7 separate regions of the Mus musculus genome follow, and regions 1, 2, 4, 5, 6 and 7 are each linked to region 3. A link is a contact called in public Hi-C, HiCAR-type, HiChIP or PLAC-seq and promoter capture Hi-C data. All regions are on one chromosome and are shown on one strand. Each heading gives the region's core, a stretch centred on a gene start, on an enhancer-like site or on the middle of the called end of the contact. The rest is flanking DNA. Distances are from core to core; before and after follow the strand shown.

Evidence for each region. Promoter capture Hi-C pulls out the DNA fragments that hold promoters and counts their contacts. A called contact is a pair of places that touch in the nucleus more often than the background predicts. HiCAR-type assays count read pairs that join an accessible place to other places. HiChIP or PLAC-seq counts read pairs in DNA pulled down with a chosen protein or histone mark. Capture Hi-C pulls out chosen DNA fragments and counts their contacts.
Region 1: a promoter capture Hi-C map of liver shows a contact between it and region 3, with 2.2 times the contacts expected there. The contact joins the promoter of Zc3h7a here to the promoter of Cpped1 in region 3. A contact is called at or near these places in 2 of 39 promoter capture datasets (the C10 cell line and liver), 2 of 484 Hi-C or Micro-C datasets (liver and nephron progenitors), 3 of 115 datasets of contacts at active chromatin or transcription factors (bone marrow-derived macrophages, extraembryonic endoderm stem cells and memory CD8 T cells) and 2 of 9 other capture datasets (adipose tissue and liver).
Region 2: a contact with region 3 is called in a Hi-C map of uterus, with 5 times the contacts expected there. The contact joins the promoter of Snn here to the promoter of Cpped1 in region 3. A contact is called at or near these places in 1 of 39 promoter capture datasets (liver), 2 of 484 Hi-C or Micro-C datasets (CD4 T cells and uterus) and 1 of 115 datasets of contacts at active chromatin or transcription factors (embryonic stem cells).
Region 4: a HiCAR-type map of astrocytes shows a contact between it and region 3, with 4 times the contacts expected there. The contact joins the enhancer-like site here to the promoter of Cpped1 in region 3. A contact is called at or near these places in 5 of 39 promoter capture datasets (cranial neural crest, embryonic stem cells, frontonasal cranial neural crest and 2 more) and 4 of 115 datasets of contacts at active chromatin or transcription factors (astrocytes, embryonic stem cells, neural tube and 1 more).
Region 5: a contact with region 3 is called in an H3K27ac HiChIP or PLAC-seq map of extraembryonic endoderm stem cells, with 3 times the contacts expected there. The contact joins the promoter of Litaf here to the promoter of Cpped1 in region 3. A contact is called at or near these places in 4 of 39 promoter capture datasets (hippocampal neurons, liver, pre-B cells and 1 more) and 2 of 115 datasets of contacts at active chromatin or transcription factors (extraembryonic endoderm stem cells and pancreatic cancer cells).
Region 6: a contact with region 3 is called in a promoter capture Hi-C map of liver, with 3 times the contacts expected there. The contact joins the promoter of Txndc11 here to the promoter of Cpped1 in region 3. A contact is called at or near these places in 1 of 39 promoter capture datasets (liver), 1 of 484 Hi-C or Micro-C datasets (erythroblasts) and 3 of 115 datasets of contacts at active chromatin or transcription factors (bone marrow-derived macrophages, extraembryonic endoderm stem cells and pancreatic cancer cells).
Region 7: a contact with region 3 is called in a promoter capture Hi-C map of liver, with 4 times the contacts expected there. The contact joins the promoter of 2610020C07Rik here to the promoter of Cpped1 in region 3. A contact is called at or near these places in 6 of 39 promoter capture datasets (the C10 cell line, the SN4741 cell line, frontonasal cranial neural crest and 2 more), 1 of 115 datasets of contacts at active chromatin or transcription factors (memory CD8 T cells) and 1 of 9 other capture datasets (liver).

The regions. Positions count from the first base shown.
Region 1 is chr16:11,174,974-11,177,728 of GRCm38.p6, forward strand. Zc3h7a (zinc finger CCCH type containing 7 A) reads right to left here and starts at 1,368. Exons shown (of 23, transcript NM_145931.3): 1 at 1,247-1,368.
Region 2 is chr16:11,065,038-11,067,751 of GRCm38.p6, forward strand. Snn (stannin) reads left to right here and starts at 1,261. Exons shown (of 2, transcript NM_009223.3): 1 at 1,261-1,410. It overlaps Gm9861 (a long non-coding RNA gene), which reads right to left and starts at 1,231. Exons shown (of 2, transcript XR_003951968.1): 1 at 961-1,231.
Region 3 is chr16:11,908,065-11,910,805 of GRCm38.p6, forward strand. It overlaps Cpped1 (calcineurin-like phosphoesterase domain containing 1), which reads right to left and starts at 1,359. Exons shown (of 4, transcript NM_146067.3): 1 at 1,202-1,359. The coding sequence starts at 1,271. The region is part of intron 2 of Gm9961 (predicted gene 9961); the gene reads left to right.
Region 4 is chr16:12,900,608-12,903,307 of GRCm38.p6, forward strand. No RefSeq gene overlaps it. Among named protein-coding and RNA genes, the nearest start is that of 4930414F18Rik, 67 kb to the left of the region's middle. Within about 2 kb of position 1,409, at least 38 of the 459 cell types and tissues checked have an H3K27ac peak or open chromatin away from gene starts, as enhancers often do. A contact at or near this core is called in astrocytes, where this site is marked.
Region 5 is chr16:10,991,650-10,994,426 of GRCm38.p6, forward strand. Litaf (LPS-induced TN factor) reads right to left here and starts at 1,472. Exons shown (of 4, transcript NM_019980.2): 1 at 1,397-1,472.
Region 6 is chr16:11,133,271-11,136,050 of GRCm38.p6, forward strand. Txndc11 (thioredoxin domain containing 11) reads right to left here and starts at 1,262. Exons shown (of 12, transcript NM_029582.2): 1 at 998-1,262. The coding sequence starts at 1,239.
Region 7 is chr16:11,201,937-11,204,636 of GRCm38.p6, forward strand. 2610020C07Rik (RIKEN cDNA 2610020C07 gene) reads left to right here and starts at 1,447. Exons shown (of 3, transcript NR_038156.1): 1 at 1,447-1,811. It overlaps Rsl1d1 (ribosomal L1 domain containing 1), which reads right to left and starts at 1,356. Exons shown (of 9, transcript NM_025546.2): 1 at 1,215-1,356; 2 at 382-521. The coding sequence starts at 1,319.

The DNA of each region.
Region 1 (2,755 bases), core at 118-2,617, 730 kb before region 3:
AGATGGCAAGAGCGCCCAGCCCCTCCCCCAGTCCAGTAGAGCATTGTCCAATCGAAATACGATACCGGCGGTACGTGCCATTTTAAATTACGAAGTGGCCATACTAAAATAGTAAAAAGAAACTGGACAGATTGTTTTAATTCTAACGTAGCCACAACAGGTATCACCTCAAGTATATAACACACTGCTTGCTAAACACTGGCTGATTTAAGCATAGGAGTTTACCAAGGAGATCTTTTTCGTTCTTTTTCTTCCTCCCAAACGAAATCTTTCAAATCAGACTTTAAAACTGAAACCGGAGTGGGGCGGTGGTGGCACGGCTTTTAAATCACAGCATTCGGGAGGTAGGGGAAAGCAGATCTCTAAGCTCAAGTCCAGCCTGGTCTACAAAGTAAGTTCCAGGGCAGCCAAGGCTAAACAGAGAAATTCTGTCTCGAAACAAACATACAAACAAACAAACAAATTGAAACCAAAAGTGAATCTCAATTCTTGCCACATTCCAGTGCTCGACCACCCCACTTTACCAGTGGCCACATTACCATCGGACAGCGCAGGTCTACACCAGACCCTCTTGGTCTTAAATACCTAACACTATGACCCTCTTTGATCCCTTAACATCTGGGGACCCAAAAAACGCCCAACCCCGGAATAAATTCACCCAGTCAGAGCGCAGGCACCACCCCTTGGGCCCAGCTAGGACCTTCCAACCTGACCACACCCCTGCGCTGACTACCCCTAACCGGAAATTCCCGCTAATGGGAACTGACAGGTCTCCATTCTTTAAGGGTGGGGAAAGGAAAACCGAGAACCCTCGTACAGTCTCCGAACCCCGGCCGAACACCGGAAGCCAGTCGCCACCCATACGCGGGGTGGGCCGCGCATAACACCCGCAAGGGGCGAACCCGACACCGGCGAGCGCGCACTCAGCTGGCGTCGCGAGCGTCCCCAAACCGAGACACTTACTAACACGGACGCCCCGCGATCACCCAGCACCCAGGAATAACGAAATGCTAAACCACCAAAAGCTAGTGCGTGGATGTCGGCCAGGCAGTCCAGGTGGCAGGGGCCGCCGCGCGTGCCCGGATTACGACTCCCGAGGAGCCCGTGCAGCCGGTTCGGGGGTCCGCGCCCCTCCCCCGCCTGAAGTCCGTTAACGGCCGCGCGTGCTCACGAAGCGACGCGGCGCACGCACGCGATTGGAAGAGCGCGACCCTGCCCGCGACGCCCGCGCGTCCCCTTCCCTCACCTGCGGGGCGGCACCCAGGAGCCGAGGGGCGCGGAGTGCGGAGGCGACAGCGGGATGTGCGTTCACCGGCTCAAGAGCTCTCACAGTCTCGCAGCTTCCCTGGGCGACCCACCGCAGCTGCCAGCCCGCGACGCTCGGGGCGGCGCCCTCTGGCGGCGGGAGGCCTCGCGCGCCGCCCCGCAAACGCTACCATTGGCTGCGTTGCCAGTGTCAGCCCGGGGTTGGAGGCGCCACGTCGGGGCCTCGGGGCTGCGGAAGCGGCGGCGATAGGCGGAACCCTGGGCGGCCACACGGAAGGGGGTGAGAGACCGCAAGCTCTTGAGCCCAGCATCATCGCCCTCTCCCACACCGCTTGGATACCAAAGTAGGACTGGAAGGAGACCTAGATTCATCTGGGCACCAGGGTGTCACTTCCTTCGGAATCTGTTCTCTGCAGTAACTTATCCTGAGCGTCCTGCTTTGCATTCCGATACTGTTACCGTCACCCTGAAAACAGCCATACAGTCGTGTCCTTTCAAATGAATGACAGGCATAGGGACCCGCGTTGAACAGGGAGGTGACCTAAACTCATTCGGACGCCGGAGCGTCACTTCGGAACTTGTCCTCAATTCCCTATCCTACTCGCAGTCACTGTTTTTATCATCTTGAAAACAAAATGCGGTATTTTTGCAAATGAATGTAGGGACGGATCTCAGAGCCAACACAAGCTCTTGTTCTCCCTGGCCTTCATCTCAACTTATATGTCGCTGTATTCACCGGTGTTTCAGTGGTCAGGTGTACATTACCCCAGACAGAACAATGTAAGGCTGAGTCCCTGCGACTGGAGATGTGAAAAGTGCTCCAAGTCAGGGCAGTAGAAGGGAGAGTGCTTCCAGGCAGTGGGAAAGATCCTGAGCCTAAGTTGCTGAGGGACAGGGAAGACAAAGTGTGTGTGTAGAAAGCTCAAAGAGGATGAGCCACTGCATGAAATTTGGAATTCAGTGTCTGAGATGGAAATTACAAGGTCTAATTTGCAGTTTTAGAAAGTTTCTTCATGCCGTTGGGCGGATATATAGAAAGGACAAGCAGAAAAGTGAAAGGGGTTGAGGATGTAACTTAGTTGTCAAAGTGCTTGCCTAGCCTTGAGTTTGATTTCCAGCACCAAATAAACTGGATATGGTGGGGTACCCTTGTCATAGCAGTACATGGGGGTGGGGGGGGGGGGATAGGAGTTCCAGGTCTTCTTTGGCTATGAAGCAAGAAATACCCAGGTCCAGGACCACTGGGGACAGAGGGAAAAGTTTACATTAGAAGGAAGACACTGAGATGCACTCTGTCTGGACCCAGAGTGCTACTGTAAGCTCAGGAAGTCGTCAGTACTGGGCCAGTACAAAGTGAAACTTGATGAGAATGTATGGACTTCCTGTTGTTCCTGTACCAATGGCCTACATTTTTGTTGCCTTGAAACAACATAAACTTAAGAGTTCTAAAGGACCAGAGTCTGCAGCAGGTGTTTCACTGGTGATGTCC
Region 2 (2,714 bases), core at 11-2,510, 840 kb before region 3:
GCCTTGCCATCTTACTATTCATTCATTATATCTTATAAAGAGCCTACTGTGTACTGACTGTTCTGTAGGCTCACCAGTGAACGATTCAGTCTTAGTCCTGAAACGGAGACTGAAAGCTAATGAGATGCCCTTAGAAAACACGATTTCCCAATGGACATGAAAGTCCATTGACTGGGAAAGAGAGCAAGGGTGTGAAGCTGAGATCTGAAAGATGGTGTGGAAGAACGTTTAAGATAAAAGAAATGACATGGGCCAAAGGATGAGAGGTATGGAGGGGAATCACTCTGCTGAGGTGAAGTGAGGGAGTTCCCACACTTCAGCTTGTGTGCAGGACCTTAAGAAAGTTAGCAGTCCCTAGCTTCCCAGCTCCCAGGGGGATATCCCAGTCTTATCTGCCCCAACCAAGTTATTTCTTCCTGGCTTCCCAAGTACCTTGGGCCTCAGAGGTCTTCAAACTCTTTGTGGAGTTCCTGGTGGCCATCACGGAGTGTCCCATCCTCTCTCAGACTCTTTTTGGGGGGCAGTCAGTACACCAATTAGCACCTTTGTGTTCCTAGCCAGTTGTGTCTAGCTTCAAATCCTGCCTCCAGGACAGCACATCAGAGTATTTTAAGTCTTCTGGAGTGTTGAGTTCCTCATGTCAAATGGGTCGGTATGTTTTTATTTGGCGTTCTTTTGATGTTGTTGAGTGGACTGAACAGAGTACGGCACTTGGTGAAGGCTTAACTAAGAGGTTATTGAGTCCGCATCCCTGAGGACAGGACCTGGTTTGTCTGGCTAGTGGCTCAAGGGCGCAGCAAGATACATGATCAGTGCAGAAGGGTGGATAGATGAAAGGATAATGATGGAATTGAAGGGGAAAAAAGGAAGGAAGAAAAGAAGAGAAAAGAAAAGATGAGAAAAGGAAAGAAAATCATTCGTCTCTGCCTGTAATCTCCGGGCGGTGTATCACACTCTTACCGCTGTGCGCCTCAGTTTCCCCTCTGTCGTTGGGTTGACCCTCGAAGAAAGAGGACGCCAGGCGCAGGCCCAGTACTGCCGGCACCCAATAAGCGCTCAAGGAAGCCTGGCCTCCCGCCTTCTCTGCCCCAGCTCCGGGAGCCGCCAGCTGAGAAACACTACCCACCCCCTTGCTTACACTCCCTCTGCCCATTGTGCGCCTCCGGGCCCAGAGCGCACGTGACTCCACCCAGCCCGCTCCGCTCCGCCCCGCCGTCCCAGCGCGATCTCCAGTTGGTCGCACCAGAGCGCCCCGCCCCCAATCAGGGCGGAGCCCAAGCACCTCGCCCCCTGCTGATCGGGCTCTGGCGTCTGGCGAGGGCTCCGCGGCCGACCCGGCTGGCGCGCAGGCGGAGCCGGGGCGGCGGGGCTGCTGCTGGCTAATTGCACAGGACTGCGGGCCGCGACATGGTCAGCAGGGATGGGCAGAGCAGGCGGGTAGGGGGAAGGGACGCGCCGGATGGATCGGGGTGCGGCGCTGGCGGGTCGGCGCGGCAGATGCCGCGCGCGGGCGGGGGCTCTTTGTCCTCCGCCGCGGGATTGGGACAAAGGAGGTAGCGGGGGGCGGAGGCTGCTTGGCTGGGCATCTGCCCCTCTCCGTGACCCACGGTTCTATGTCCTGCGCGGATCCTCCGGGCTGCCCGGAACACTCACTCCGCATTGACGGGGTTCCTGGCAGCGCCCCAGCGTGGTCAAGATGGGATCGAGGGGAACGGGGGCCCAGGGAAAATCTGGCGCTCGTTTCATTGGTGGGGAGACTGAGGCTGAGCCGCAGCGTTTGGTCCCAGGTCGGGTCGGCAGTGATTGCGCGGCGTGGGCTTGAATGGGTCTCTGGGACCCCCCCCCCAGGGAAAAAAACTGGGGTCAGGCGGACTTGATTTGTCTTCAGCTGTCGTTTCCTCCTCAGCTGTCGCCCCCTGAACAGGCCCCTACTTCCCTAGCGCCTCGCCTTGCTCCTTCGATAGAGTGGGAGAGACGCGGCGTCGCCTGGCACCGCGCCTGCACACCGCCCGCGCTCAGCACGCGGGAGCTGCTGGGACGCTTGTCATTAGTGTCCAGTCCTCTCGACCCAGGTCACCTAGACTATCTCCTAAGGAGGGGTCAAACACAGACTCATTGTGCTCAGCTTTCAGGAGAAAGAAGACAGGTCAGACATATGACGTTTTAGAATCAGGTTTGAAATCGGTTATTTAGGATCGGGGCTTCCTGGGTATCTGCACCTCCACTTTTTAAACTGTGTGACCTTGGGGACCGAGTTAACTTCTCTAAGCTACAGATTATTTGTCAAGTAGGAAGAGCAGTCATTCGGTTCTAGGATTGTTTTGATGCAGAAGTTTTGGAGAGATCCACATGAGATGTTGGAGCTCAAAAGTGTGGCATCAAGGAACTTTTCAGCATCGACTATTATATCACCGCCAGAGTTGTATGGCCAGATGGGACCCTGACGAGTGGGGGCAGAATTCAGGCTTGGACTATGAGATTGCAGCTCACCTCGGGCAGTTCCCAAACTTCTTAGTCTTAGTTTCCTTTCCTGGCATAAGAACTGGGAGTAGGGTGGCATCTGGAGCAGATTTCTCTTCTGGAGGAGGAAGGGGAGGGGAGAGGACAATGGGCACAGCCATGATAGATGTTCCCTTTTCTTTCCTGTTGCTGTTGGTCCTCCATCTAAGCTCTTGGATGGCAGAAGCCCTCGGTGATGGTGCCTTTGGGGTTTG
Region 3 (2,741 bases), core at 109-2,608:
TGGAGAAGCAAAGACAAGAAAGACACCAAGTTGGTAAAACTCAGCACATCCATTAACAAAACATACAGCACGAATGCGCAATCAATGGGATACTGTTCAGAAGGAAGGAAGGAAGGAGAACTACTTAGAATAGGAGGCATCTCAAAAACATGTAGGCTGGGAAAACAAACAAACAAAAACCTAAGACACATTAAAATCTGTAGAAAATGGCAACACTGCAGACTGGACTTTCCCCAGTCCACCATCAGTGGATTTTTGGCTGTGCGCACCTGTGCAGAACCTTGAACTGCAAGGAGGGGAAAAGAAACAAAGGCCTAGCAGAGAACTGTAGGATTGATCTTCTTTGGCTAGCTAGGCAGAGGTAAGTCTGAGGAAATGAACCTGAAAATAGGATGTGAAGGCTGAGAAGGTGCCAGACTTCCAAGTCCCACCAGGTGAGCAGAGGAGAGCAGGTGCCAAGGCCCTCCGGGTTTGGAACGGGCCTGATTCTTTTTTCAGAGCAGTTCAGGCAAATTAGAGGCTGGATAACAAGGCGAGCGTTCCTGTGATTCTAAGCCAAGTGCCAGAGAAGAATCAACCCCAAAGATCCAAAGGAAACACAGGGAAACAGGAACCAATCCGGTATCCTCTGAGTTGCTGGGGCCTATCATTTGCTTAACACCCAGCATGTGTTCCACACCCAAGGTTACAGAAATAGTCTGATGTGTTAACAACGCTCCCTTTGAGGCAAGACTGGGTCAGATTATCTAAGCCCAACTTCCAAGAACGCTACCTGGACCAGAATGCCTTCCCTTTCTACGGTTACAGTAAGCAACTGGATATAAAAACACTCTCACTACAATTGACAGCCCCTGACACACACAGCGCTTGTCAGCTGCCCCGCAGAAGCTTGCCAAGGAAGAGAGAAGACAGGCCCCGTAGCAGAGCCCAAGCAGTCATTCACTTCTCTGCCACCTCCGCCCCGCTTCTGTTTAGTTTGTTTGCTTTATTTTTTAAGTTTGTGGTTTGCAAGGTCAAGTCAAGGCCAGCGAAGCACCCAACACTGCGAGGGAGGAACAACTCCGACAACGGTCCCCGGTGCTGTGTGCAACCCACGAAGGGATCCGGATAGAAGTGAGCGCCCGCGACCGGAAGGTTCCCCTCGCGGAAGGTTCTGCAGCTCTGGAGTGCCCCCCTTCCCAGGCGAAGAGCCAAGCAGTACCTGAGGAAAACGCGTCCAGGGTCCTGCCCCGGGCTCTGTGGAAAACATCCGCCGCCTCCATAGCGGACATGGCGAGCGACTGGCCTTGCCTGGGCACGTTCTGTGAGAGGAGGGAGCGACTCCACACCACCCGGCAGCCCCGCCTGGAACAGCTTCTGGAACCTGCCCTCCAGGAGGGCCGGGCGGGGCGGGGCCGCTCTGGGTGCTGCTAGTACTGCCTGGGCAGAACACGGAGATTGCCACCCCTAGTGGGATCCTCCCGGGGTCAGGATCCAACTTTCACTGGAACAGACTGGGGGTTGAGGCTTTGAGGCCTGGAGTTGTCTTATGTAACACGCATCGGGCCGCTTCATAATTTGGGATTTCAGGTTAACAAGAATAGGAAAAAACAAAACAAAAACAAACAAACAAAAAAACCCAACAAAACCCACGTTTAGCTTAAATATATCTCATGCAGTATTTGGGAGATACTTAAGCAGTTATTTTTAAAATATTGTTTATCTGAAATTCCATTTCAATTTGATGTCCTAAGTTTTATGTTGCAACCCTTCCAAACTGCCCACCATAATCTCAAGAGTCTTTAAGGCATCTTGACTGCCTGGACATTGCCACTGTCATTCTGTCACTGTTGTTGCTGGGTAACAGGCATTGCCCGAAGTACTTTGTGTTTTGCTTGTTACCTCATTGACTGCACTTGTCAGATGGGGAAACTGACACTCAGAGAGAGACACAACTCCTGAAAGCTAAGAGCTGCAGGTGAGCAAGACAAAATCTATCCAACTCAAAAGCCGTTACACTGGACTACAACCCTCACACTTGGTAGCAATCCAGATTTCGAGGTGGAAAATGTTAAATTCAGATCTCCAAAAAGAGGATACATTTATTAAGCACTACAGGGGAATTCCTAGGATCTGCCAAGTTGCTAAATTTTCTTCTCAACAAGTGTAAGCCTGAAATGTTCGTATGGTTAACAGAGCTAGGATGATGTCCCATGACCTTGAACTAGAGTCAGATATAAGTCCTAGCAATTTAGGACAGAAATACAAATGAGCTTGTGTCTCAGCTACTTGGGTTTATCCTAATACTACCACTTACTTTAGGTATGATCTTAAAAATTAGTTGCTCTGCACCTCAGTTTTCCTACCTGTCAAATGAGAACAATAACAATACCTAGGGTTATTGGGTTGGTGAGAAAGTTAGATGATGTTGTAATTTGCACATAAGATGTCTCCCGTAGGCTCATGTTGGAAGTTGTCCCCAGCTAGTTGTGAACGAAAGAAAAAGAAATAAAAAGGAAGGGAAAGGATATGAATTCCCCCTAGGTGTGGTGGAGGAGAAAGCTTATCTGTGGGAGAGTGTAGCCAAAAGCTGAGACATCTGTGAAAATCTAATACTGGGCAAGGGGAAGGGGTAAGGAGAAGGAGGGAAGAAAAGAACCAGGTGCAGCAGCCAGGAGGCCAAAGGTACAAAAAGGCTGGGTAACAAAATGTCTGGACTATATAGGGAAGAGCCCCTGGGGGGGGGGGGAAGGGCAGCCCAG
Region 4 (2,700 bases), core at 159-2,658, 990 kb after region 3:
CTTGTGGCTTTGTTTTGCTCTTCTTTCACTTACAGAAAAGGATCAGCTGCCTCTACAATGCTGTTTGTACCAAGGAGAATCCTCAGCTCTGTGATGGGAATGGCAGCTGTGCCCATCCACAGCCAGTTCTGTGTGTCGGGAGGGACCCCTCCTTCCCAGCTCTTCCCTACCTCGGCAGGTTCCTCATTCCACTCTGCACTTAGCAGCTGCTCTCCTGGCTGAATCAAGTCCAGGCCAGTGAGTAGGCCTCTCTCCTGCTTGTCTCAGCAATTTCCTTTTCCCTCACCGCACAAGCTTCCAAAGGGTCCAAAGGTGAGCGGTTCCAAACCTTGAATTATTTATACCTGAGAACTCCACGGGCTTTCTCTGTGAGTGTCATGTCAGTAGTCGGCATTCTAACTACCACACTCCTTCCTGCCCACGCTGCTGCTTGTTTCTGAAAAATTGTAGGACACCGGATCATGGGGAAAAAAAAAATCTTGGGGTGATTGATGAAGTAAAGAATCATCCAAGAGATAGACCTTGGGAATGACTGTGGGGAGTCATCTTGATTACTGTAACCATGTTAATCATGGGCAGGAGCATCCCGTGGGATCCCTGACTGTAAGCGGAGAAAGCCATGTGAGCAAGCGCTTACTCTCTGCTCCCTGACCTGCCTGGACATGATCAGCGGCTTCAGGCTTTTGCCACCTTGGGTGCCAGGCCAAGAGAAACTACACCTTGAACTGTGAGCCCGCATCAACCCTTTGTCAGGAGTGTTTTATTTTCACAGCAGCAGGGGAAGGCTGAGGCAGCCGGTGTGCATATTTTAACTGCCTTCTTTCGGTGGCATTAAAAAGACTGAGGTTTTATTTCCTTTGGATTGCTCATCTGGAGTACTCAGGAGGAAGGGGGCAGAGAAAGATACAGGTGGATGTGACAGCAGTATGTGGTGTGTCTGCCAAGGGGAGGGGACAGAATATATTTCTCCTCATAGAGTCAGCAAAATTGGCAGAAGTGGAGAAAAACTTCATGGTTCAGATGAGGAAAAGAGCTACTTTTTTATTGCTGTGGTTTGAAGGGTAGAGCCTGTCACTGCCAACGAGACCACAGTTACTTTGGCTCGACACAACCATGGCTTTGTATCAGTTGTCATCTTGTGTTCTCATTAATTTAAACCCCCTTTTAAAATTGCAGGGTTTAGGAATAAAACCAAGTTACAGACAGATTAAAGTCTTTAACTCTTAATTAAAGGTTTTCATTCAGCCATATGCATTCAGCCTCAGAATTTTTCATCCAGACTTCCCCATTGCCATGGAGAAAGAATGAGAAGAATCTAAAAATAAGTCTGATGCATCCACAGTCCCTCTGAGGTCAGGCATTGTCCCCAAGGAGGACACAGCTGTTGGTTTTTCTGTTGCTAAGCCTCTGTAGACAAAGACATCTTCTGGTTGAAATCCAGTGGGAAATAACTACCAAAAAGGACCCTAGGGTTGCTCCAAGTGACCCCACATTCCAGAAAAAAAAACCTCTCTCCTCCCCCTGCATTTTCTTTTCCCTAGTCCTATCCCCTCTCTGCTTTCCCTACCACAGCCCCCTCAATAGCATCTCAAGCTTTAGATACTGAAACTGAGAAACTTAGCTCCAAGGACTCTCTCTCTTCCTTTCATGCCTCACATCTATCCATCCACAACCTTTGTTAGTTTTATACAGGGATGAGAATGTAACTTCTGGTGTGTAATATAAAAGTTAGTCCCTGTTCAGAACTAAGACCAGGCATCACACAGCATCCCTGATCACCCCAACCTCACCAAACATCACACAGTATCTCCTACCACCTCCAGCCCAGCCAGGCATCACACAGCATCCCTGACCACCTCCAGCCCAGGCAAGTAGACACCTTCGTGGCATCATAACACCTTGCTGTGCCATTTGATCTCTCACTCCAAGCCTTATTCAGTCAACTGAGTACAAATGATATGCAGACATTTTCTATAGTGATTAACCTTGGCTGGTTCAGTGGGTATTTTGGGGGGAATTAACAGAGGAGGAAGAACCTCCCCCCTGAGTCAGCAGCCCAGACGGGAACAGTGATCTAGCACCTCTTGGACTAAATAAAATGTCTTATTGGCTACTTTATAACTTTCTGGAAAACACCCTTTTTTCTAACATAACAAACAGTAATGTGGAGTTTGCTGGTGTTGTTTGGTGGTGTTGGTGTTGTTTACTACTCCAACGTCCCTATAAAAGAAAAACCATGGTTTCTCCAACTTTATAAATGAAGGAACCAACTGAGTGACTTGGCCAAGGTTACACCCATTTTTCTTCCTGATAACTGATCGTTGTCATGTTGAGTTAGACAGACCCTTTATATTTAAGGGCTACTCTCTTTAGTGTCATATGTTCTGTATGCACAGCATGGGAATAATACCCTTGTTGCAGTCAGCTTGTGTTTCCCATCCAGCAGGCTGCAAACACTAACACAAATGAACATTTTATTTAGCCATGTCTATTGGTCACCTCTTGTATAACCAGTTATCTCCATACTGCATCATTAGCAAGCTAAACCCACAAATGTTTATTATTATGCCAATATTCTAAGATTCAAGGATATAGGAACAGTTCAACTAGATAGTTTGAGGTCTTTCATAAAGGTTCAGGCAGCCTCCATCTAGTCATCTCAAGACTGCATGGAGTTGAAAAATCTCCTTGTAAGCTCAT
Region 5 (2,777 bases), core at 222-2,721, 920 kb before region 3:
ATTAATGCCTTTAGTGGAATAGGAAGGAGGACAATGGGCCTCTCCCACAGTAAGTAGATCTACAACAAATATTTCTGAGCTGGCCTGAACACCTTTAGAAGGCAGAACAAGGATTGGCTGAGAAGATGAAGTATGGGTGTTATTCTAGGTCAGGCAAGGCAAGCGACACACCCTCTGGATCCTGATCCAACTGATAAAGCCAATCGCTGGAGGAATTAGTGATACCACTCAGCTCCTTTCTCTCTGCATTAGTTCTACTTTAAAAGAGCCAATCTGAGAAGGCTGGAGCGGAGGGCAGAAGAGGAGGCAAGCACCTAGTGGTAGAAATGATTTTCCTTCAAAGGACTCCAATATGGAGTCCAGGAGTCCCTGAACCAGCTTCAGCTCACTCAGGGGAGGACGGTTTAATTCAGAAAAGGCTGGAGGAGCGGCTCAGTGGCACAACCCTGTAATTTCAACACTGTGGAGGCAGAAAAGTCCAGGACCAGCCTCAGCTACATATGGAGTTGGGATGCTAGCCTGGACTATCTAAGACCGTCTCAAAACAGCAAAAAGGGGATGAGCTTAGAGAGCCCCGTGACTTCCACAAACTATTTCCCAATGACTACCGCTCAGTCCAACAGAGAATGACATCAGCTTCACTCTCCGGAAGCACAAACCCGACAAAGTATTAGGTAGGGAATGTCCAAACGACCCTTTCTAAAACACACCCATGCTCTCCTCACCTCTTCCTCTTAAACCTCAACGGAAAGCTGGGGGCACGATACCGAATGACGATCAAAAGCACCGTCTAGACCCACACGGACCTGGAAACCACTGGGAAGTAAGAACTGGGCTGGCAGGACAGGCGGGGGTCACGTCCTCCTTCGCCTGGGCTCTAGACTCCGCGATCCTGAAGTTCCCCTGCTCTCCGATACGCTCGCACCGGTCTGGGAACCCGTGTGAAACTCACAGGGATAAGAGCAAAAGACGCGTGGGCCCGGAACAGCTAAAGAGCATCTGGAAAGTTACTCTACTTTTTCTCTATTCGCTTTTGCTTTCAGAGTACACACAGGGGCGTTCTCCAAATCGCAACTTAGATACTAAAGGTTACTAGAGAAAGTCGCGCCTTTTCCTATAAGCCCGAGGGGCATCATTTGGTGAGGTTCGGACGGAAGCTGGGTAGTCCGAGACTGAGAACCAAACACAACCGCACTGCTGGGACCCCTCGCCCTCAATCCCGCCCAGAGCGCGCCACCCCGGGTCCCACGACATCCCTGCTCGCCCCCCAAGGAGAGCGCGGTGCCCCGGGACTCTAGGCAGGTGGCAAAGCCCGACCCTCGCCTCTGTTGCCGCCCCGTGCCCAGCGCCCCGAATCTGGTGTTCCCCACCGGGCACCCAGCAGGGCCGCACTCACCGCTGCCCGCGCCGCCAGTCGAGCCGGGAGGTCTGCTCTGGCCGCGCGCGCGGGCCGGGAGGGCTCCGGGGAGGCAGGGCGAGCCGGGGGCGGAGATGTTTCGGGGCGTGGCTTGCTGGAAAGGGCCAGATGGGGTGGGGTCTAGGAGGGGAGGAGTAACAGCCTTGAGGCAGGAGGAGTAGGGATGAAGCTACGACCTGAGTGGGCTGGCGAGAGGCGGGGCGCGCGGAGGCGGGGCCAAAAGGTCGGGCGGGAGGCGGACTCTGGAGCCGCGAGGCCTGGGAGAGGGAGGGGAGAGATTATTCTTTGTTTCTAACAGCCACAACTACACCTCCACCAAAGTCAAGGCATAAAGACAACCTACAGAATGGGAGACAACATTTGTATGTTATGTAGCTGATGAAAGTTTATAATTTGAATAAAATTATATGATGAACAGTACTGAGGGTAGAGGCGTATATTCAAGATCGGCCTGATCTAAAACAGTTCCAGGCAAGCTAAGGCTTTATAGTGAGACCAGTCTCAAAAAAACAAAAACTAGCCAGACTGCAGTTCAGCTGTTAGAGGGCTAACATTAGCATGCATGAAAACAGGGTTCATACCCAGCGGCCCATAAATGAGTATAGTGCCACAAGCCCAGCACATTTTACGGCTGAACAGTTTCTCAAAAAAAATGTGGCTAATCTGAGAGACATAGGAAGTTTGAAGCCAACCTCAGATACACAATGAGACCCTGTCTCAACTCATCCCACACATACAAAAAAAAAAAAACATTCTTACAACGTACATGTGTGGGGGGGGTGGGGGGGTGCACGCACACGTGAGCGCACACAAGCTCACAGTAGTGTTTCACTGTGTAGCCCCACCCGGCCTTGAATTCACAGAGATCTGCTTGCTTCTGTCTCCTTAGTGCTGAGGCTAAAAGTGTATGTTACCATGCATGGCTTACATTTTATCCCCTTGCTTTAATGTGAGCACAGTAGCAGACAGAAAAGGCTGCAGGAAGAAAAGGTTTATTTTGGGTCACAGTGTGAGAGGGTTTCAGTCCATCTCCGTGGGAAAGATTTGGCAAAGCTGTTGAGATTATGGCAGCTGAAGCTATGCCGATGCTACTCACATTACAGTAGACCAGGCTGGAGAAGAGGGAGTGATCAGAGACAAGGAATAGAGTTAACCTTCAATGGCCACCCTTAGCAGATAGGCCCTGCCTCCTAAATCCTCCTCTGTAATTTCGGTGCTGGGATGGGAGAGATAGGAAGATCCCTGTTGTTTGCTGGCAGCCAGACTACAGAACTGGAGAGCCTTGGTTCAATTGAGATTCTATACCAAAAAGTATAATGGAGCACACCTGGCAAAGGAAATACCATATTATGGTCATGTA
Region 6 (2,780 bases), core at 12-2,511, 770 kb before region 3:
ACTCCTAATTTTTGGCCCATCTTGACCTCAGGGATCTCATATTGTGTTCATTACACTCAATCTGTGCCCACATAAATCTCCCTCTGGACAGAAGTGCCAAGAGGATATGTCAAGTGATAACAGATTTTATAAACTGCAATGTCAAATGATATACTGATGATCTGAGGCAAGGAGTATAATTGAAATATAAACTTTGTATCTATCTACACAATTTTCTGAAAAGATGCACATTAGCTTCCATTCTTCCTAAACTCCAGCCTACTCAGGCCTTTTCCAAGTTTCACAAAAAGACCAAGCTTGCTCAGACTCCAGATCTTTGCACTTAACTGTTTTGTAATAGCTCTTACCCCAGCTCTTCCACCTCTGCCCCTTCCTTTCCTTGTGTAAGTGGCTAATGCCATTTTCCTATGAAGGCCCTTTCTGCCCTACCCAACCTCATCCTTCTATTCCCTGCATAGCACTTATTAAGGTCTCTGAAGTGTTTGTTTATTGTATATCATCACTTCAATGAGAACTCCAGGGAACGGGGATTTTTGTCTTCAGCATTAACGGGTGCTCAGTACAAACGTGCACTGTCAGTATATCAAAGGCTTGCCTGGATTCCCAAAAGCGACTAAGACCCCTAAATGGCTTGTGAATCATCACACTGCAAGCATTAAGGAAAATGGAATGAATTAAAACTGAGCATTATAGCCTGAGCAAGAATTGACATGTGCACCCCGAGAGACCCCAACAGGTGAGAAGCAGCTCAGAAACAGGGCCAAACGCCCTCGGTACATAATTGATATAGAGCAGCACCCTGGAAACGCCTCCACGCCGAACTAGGAGAGTGGGGGACCGCGGCCGCCGGGAAGGTCAAGCCTGTGGTCGCAGGCAAGGTCAGGCTCGACTTCCCCGAGGAAGACAAACAACCCTCGACCCCGGAGGCCCCGAGCTGGCCCCGCGCAGCCGGGGTGGCATAGCTCTGGCCGCGGAGCCTGAGTCCCGGCAGCCTCACCTGCAAGTGAACTTGAGGGCGAAGAGCAGGGCGCAGCCGAGAGCCACGGCCCCGCACAGCAGCTCTGGCCGCTGGCGCGCCATAAGCGAGGCGCCGCGCAAGCCGCGGCGGATCCGGCCCTCCAAGGACGCCGCCGCCCCGGCAGGGCTGAGGGAGCCTGAGCCCTTGGGGCCGCCACCCTCGTCCTCGGCGTCCTCGCTGTTGTTCCCGCCGCCGCCGCCGCGGCCTCCGCATTCCGACATTACATGCTCCCCGTGGCCGGCTTTATACCGTCGCTGCCGCCACCTCGGGCCCGGGGACCCGGCCCCGCACGTCACTCCCGGACCTCGCAGCCAGCGGCGCTCACTAACCCGGACTCTCCACGTCAGCCACACTTCAGAGATGCCCCGCCCTCCGACTCGGAGCCTGCGCGAATGCCGGCTTCCCGCGAAGCCACGCCCTTTGGGGGCCACGCCCTCGAGCCCATGGAGTCTGCGCGGGTGCTCGCAGCACTCGCGGCCGCGTCAGCCTTCCACCGGTCCCGCCTCTCTTGTAGCGACTCTGCGCAGGCTTGCAGTCACTCAAGCTAGACCTTGTCCTTCATTCACTGCGCTGACGCTACATCCTCGCGTCCGGAAGCTAGTTGGTGGTGTCTCCTTAGCGAGTCCTTCCGTTGGTCGGCCCTTCCGGGTACTGTTAGGGCTCAGATTGTCGCTAGTGCGTCAACACTGTTGACAGACCCTTCAGGACATGGGTGCAGTTTGTTATCTCTGCTTTTCAGAAAGTGGGGCGGGGAGGCCTCGTGCAGAGGCGAGAAGGACTGGAGGACACAGTAATAAAACGGAGACCGGGCTGCTCTGTAATGGGGTAGTAATAACGCTGCATGCCTTCTGCTTCAGTTTCTGCTTGCAGGATTCTACCTTGACTTCCTTCAATGATGGTAAAGTGTAACCAAAACAAACCCTTCCCTCCCCAAGTAGCTTTTGTTCATGTGTTTATTACAACAGTAGAAACCTTGAGACAAGTACTGATAAGTGGTAATTACATTCAACAAAAGAACCCAGCTCTAAGTAAAAGGATGGATGTATATTGTGTAATCCCATTTCTATGACCCATGCTTGATGGGCAAATCCACAGAAACATAGCAGACGTGATTAAAGTTTGGAAAGTATTGGAGTCAGGACATTGTCTGCCTCACGCCTCCAAGCAATAAGAATGCAAGGCCAGCCTAAGATACAGGGTGAATTATCTTCATTTTTCCTCCCAAAATTAGGTTTATATGAGTTGTGTATAATTTTTTAAACCAGGCTTAGTGGCACACAACTGTGGTCCCAACCACTCGAGAAAACCAGAGGACCACTTGTACCAGGACTGCATAGAGTTTTCAAGGCCAGACTATGAAATTTAGCAAGGCCCTATTTCAAAATAAAGTTTTGGTTGGGGCTGGAGACAAGGCTCAGTAGTAAGAATACTGCTGTTGCAGAAAACCCAAGTTTGGTTCTAAATTACAGGTAGTGAACTACCTCATACTTCAGGTAATCTGATGTCCTCCAAGGTACACACACATATAATTAAAAATAAAATCTTTTTGTAAAGTTGGTAGGGAGGGCAAAATAATCTAGATCAAATGTTTCCTATGTGGGGCTGGAGAGATTGCTCAGTGATTAAAAGAGCACTGGTTGTTCTAGAAGACCAGTGTTCAATTCCCAGCATCCACACGAGGCTCATAAAAGTTTATAGCTCTAGTGCTAGGGGATCGGACCTCCATGGGCACTGGTTATAATGTTGTACACATAAAATTGTA
Region 7 (2,700 bases), core at 197-2,696, 710 kb before region 3:
ACTGGGCTGCTCACAACCTCTTATCTCTGCAGTCTAGGTGGTCTGACATCCTCTTTTGGCTTCTGCAAGCACTGGACACATGTGGCCCACATTCTTACACTCACACTCTGAGTTTTAAAAATTAAAGGGGGTGGGCGGCTGGAGAGATGGCTCAGCGGTTAAGAGCACTGACTGCCCTTCCAGAGATCCTGTGTTCAATTCCTAGCAACCACATGGTGGCTCACAACCATCTGTAATGAGGTCTGATGCCCTCTTCTGGTGTGTTTGAAGACAGCAACAGTATACTCACATACATAAAATAAATAAATGTTAAAAAAAAAAAACAGCCAAAAAACAAAAAAATCCAACCAAACAACTCTCAAGAGATAAATAATTACTTACACTTTGACCCGAAGTTCTTTCTCTGGAATTTTCCATAATATCACCATTAAAAATAAATTTTCGCTCCCACTCAACAGCAATTCATTATTGTTTTTTTTGGACTTTGAGCGATTAGATATTACTTCCACTGCCTTTCTAATCTGCAGAGACAGAGAATAAGTTAATTTTCTCAATCTATGTTAATTGCTCCCACACAGACATATCTGCTTCCTTTGCTCCTTTGGGGGGCGGGGGGCGTTTCAAGAGAGGGTTTTCCTATATAGCTCTGGCCAACCTGGAATACTTAGTCCAGGCTGGCGTCGAATTCAAAAGATTCGCCTGTCTCCCGTGTGCTGGGATTAAAGGCGTGCGCCACAAAGCCTGGCGCTCCTCTTTCTATTGGGCAAATTTCATCAGCGTATCGGGATATTACAATTTGTACCCATTGCAATGTAAGAACCCGTCTAAAACATCTAAGGACTTGCTTCCAAAATCTGTTTACAGGTTGTCCTTTCTACGTAAGAGGACTATTCGGAAGCTTCTCCTGCCCTCTATGAGAAAGGAAGCGGTCAGGAAAGGCGCGTTGGCCCTGCTACCAACACTTTGTGCACGGACACATGACCTGTGATGCTGCAGAACCGAGCGCAGAAGCCCGCTTTCCACAGGAGGCAAACAGGCCAGAAGTGTGAGAAGAGCGAGCCCGCTGGGTGCGTTCCCAGAGGCCAGCCTCGAGCTCCGGAGAGCCCACGCGGTCGCGGGCCCACTTCATTTCCAGCCTCTCGCCCCACACCCTGCGCCGAACGCGGGTCCTAACCACCCTGCTTCCCGAATCGTCGTCCCCAAAAGCCACTCGCCTGCTCTCTGTCCAGCTGTAAAAGAGCGGTCGGGGTCACTTGCACGTCGGTGGTGGTCGCCTCAGCGACCGAGGCACTGGGAGATTCGGACGCAGAGCCCTTCATGTCGCCTCGTGTGGAAGGCCTGTAGAAGTCAGAGCTCATGCGCAGCCCGGAGGCCCGGAACCGGAAAGCAGTCAGTAACACTGCGAGGGGGAGGGGTATCACGTCATTTCCGGCGAGGCGCGAAATTAGATGTTGGGCCCGCCCTCTTGGGTAGATGGTGTTGCGGTCGTAGACTGTGCCCAGAGTTATTCTAGCGGCAGCATCTCCTTTGCCTCCGACTCTTTCTAAGGCTGCAGGCCTGAAAAACCCTGTCGCTCCTTCCGGAGGACACCGAGCGAGCGCCCTAAGGAGAGACTAAAGCCCTCTCTTCAATCCCGTGCTGTCTTCTGCAGAGCGGGAAGCCGTGGCTCCTCCATTCCTTTCTGGCTTCAGGCGTCGGTTTCCCCAAATTGGTGGTATTCCCAGGAAATAAAGAGAAACTGCCAACGCTAGGCGCGGGATGCTGCGCGAGAAACGAAAAAATGAGTCGGTCTCTCAGGAGCTTCGGCCCAGGTAAGACCTTGCGTGAGTGTGAAGGGATAACTTTAGTGTAGGAGAGAATACGCCAGAACGTCCTATGAGTAGTTGCCAAGCATGCCCACTGTGGTGACCGTGCCCAATACCCCGTATTCGAGGTTGTTCTCAGTCAGTTCAGGGAGCTCTCAATAGTACCACCAGTTTTTATTTTCGATTAGTTCGAGACAGAGCCTCTATTGAGACAGAGTATTATTGAGACAGGGTCTCTATTATTGAGACAGGGTCTCTATTATGGCAATTCTGGCTATTCTGGAACTCTATATAGACAGGTCTGACCTCGAACTCACTGAGATCCTCCTGCTTCAGGTTTCAGAGTGCTAGGATTAAAAGCATCCACCAATACGCCCCCACTTAAGTCAAACTCTTCCTATATCACCCAGGGTTACCCGAGTGAGCCTCCTCCTCTACGTCTCAGATGCTAGATTTACAAGAGTGAGCGAGTCCCCTGCCCCCACCTTGTACCGGCACAGTTACATAATTTATTTAGAAATTTTTATGTGAATGTTAAGGATAGTGACAGGTTCAGCTAGCTGTGTGGGAATAAAATGCTCTCCATTGTCAGATGTCTTCCAAAAGTGCTCCTGTGAAGGGACCATGCTCTGCTAGTGTCTGTTGAGGGAGGACCTTGTCCTAATTTAACTTGTAGAATACAAGTCCTTGGCACCTGCTTCTACTTGGCTATTTAGAATCTAGTATAAGATGGACTTTTAACATATTGCAGTGACTTGCTACACTGGGCTTGAGGTATGCAGGCTAACACACTCCAAAGAGCATTGGTGGTCTTAGGTGTTCTCTTGCCTGTATTCAAGTTTGAGAACCAGACGTTTTTGGTTTTTCGAGACAGGGTTTCTCTGTGTAACAGCCC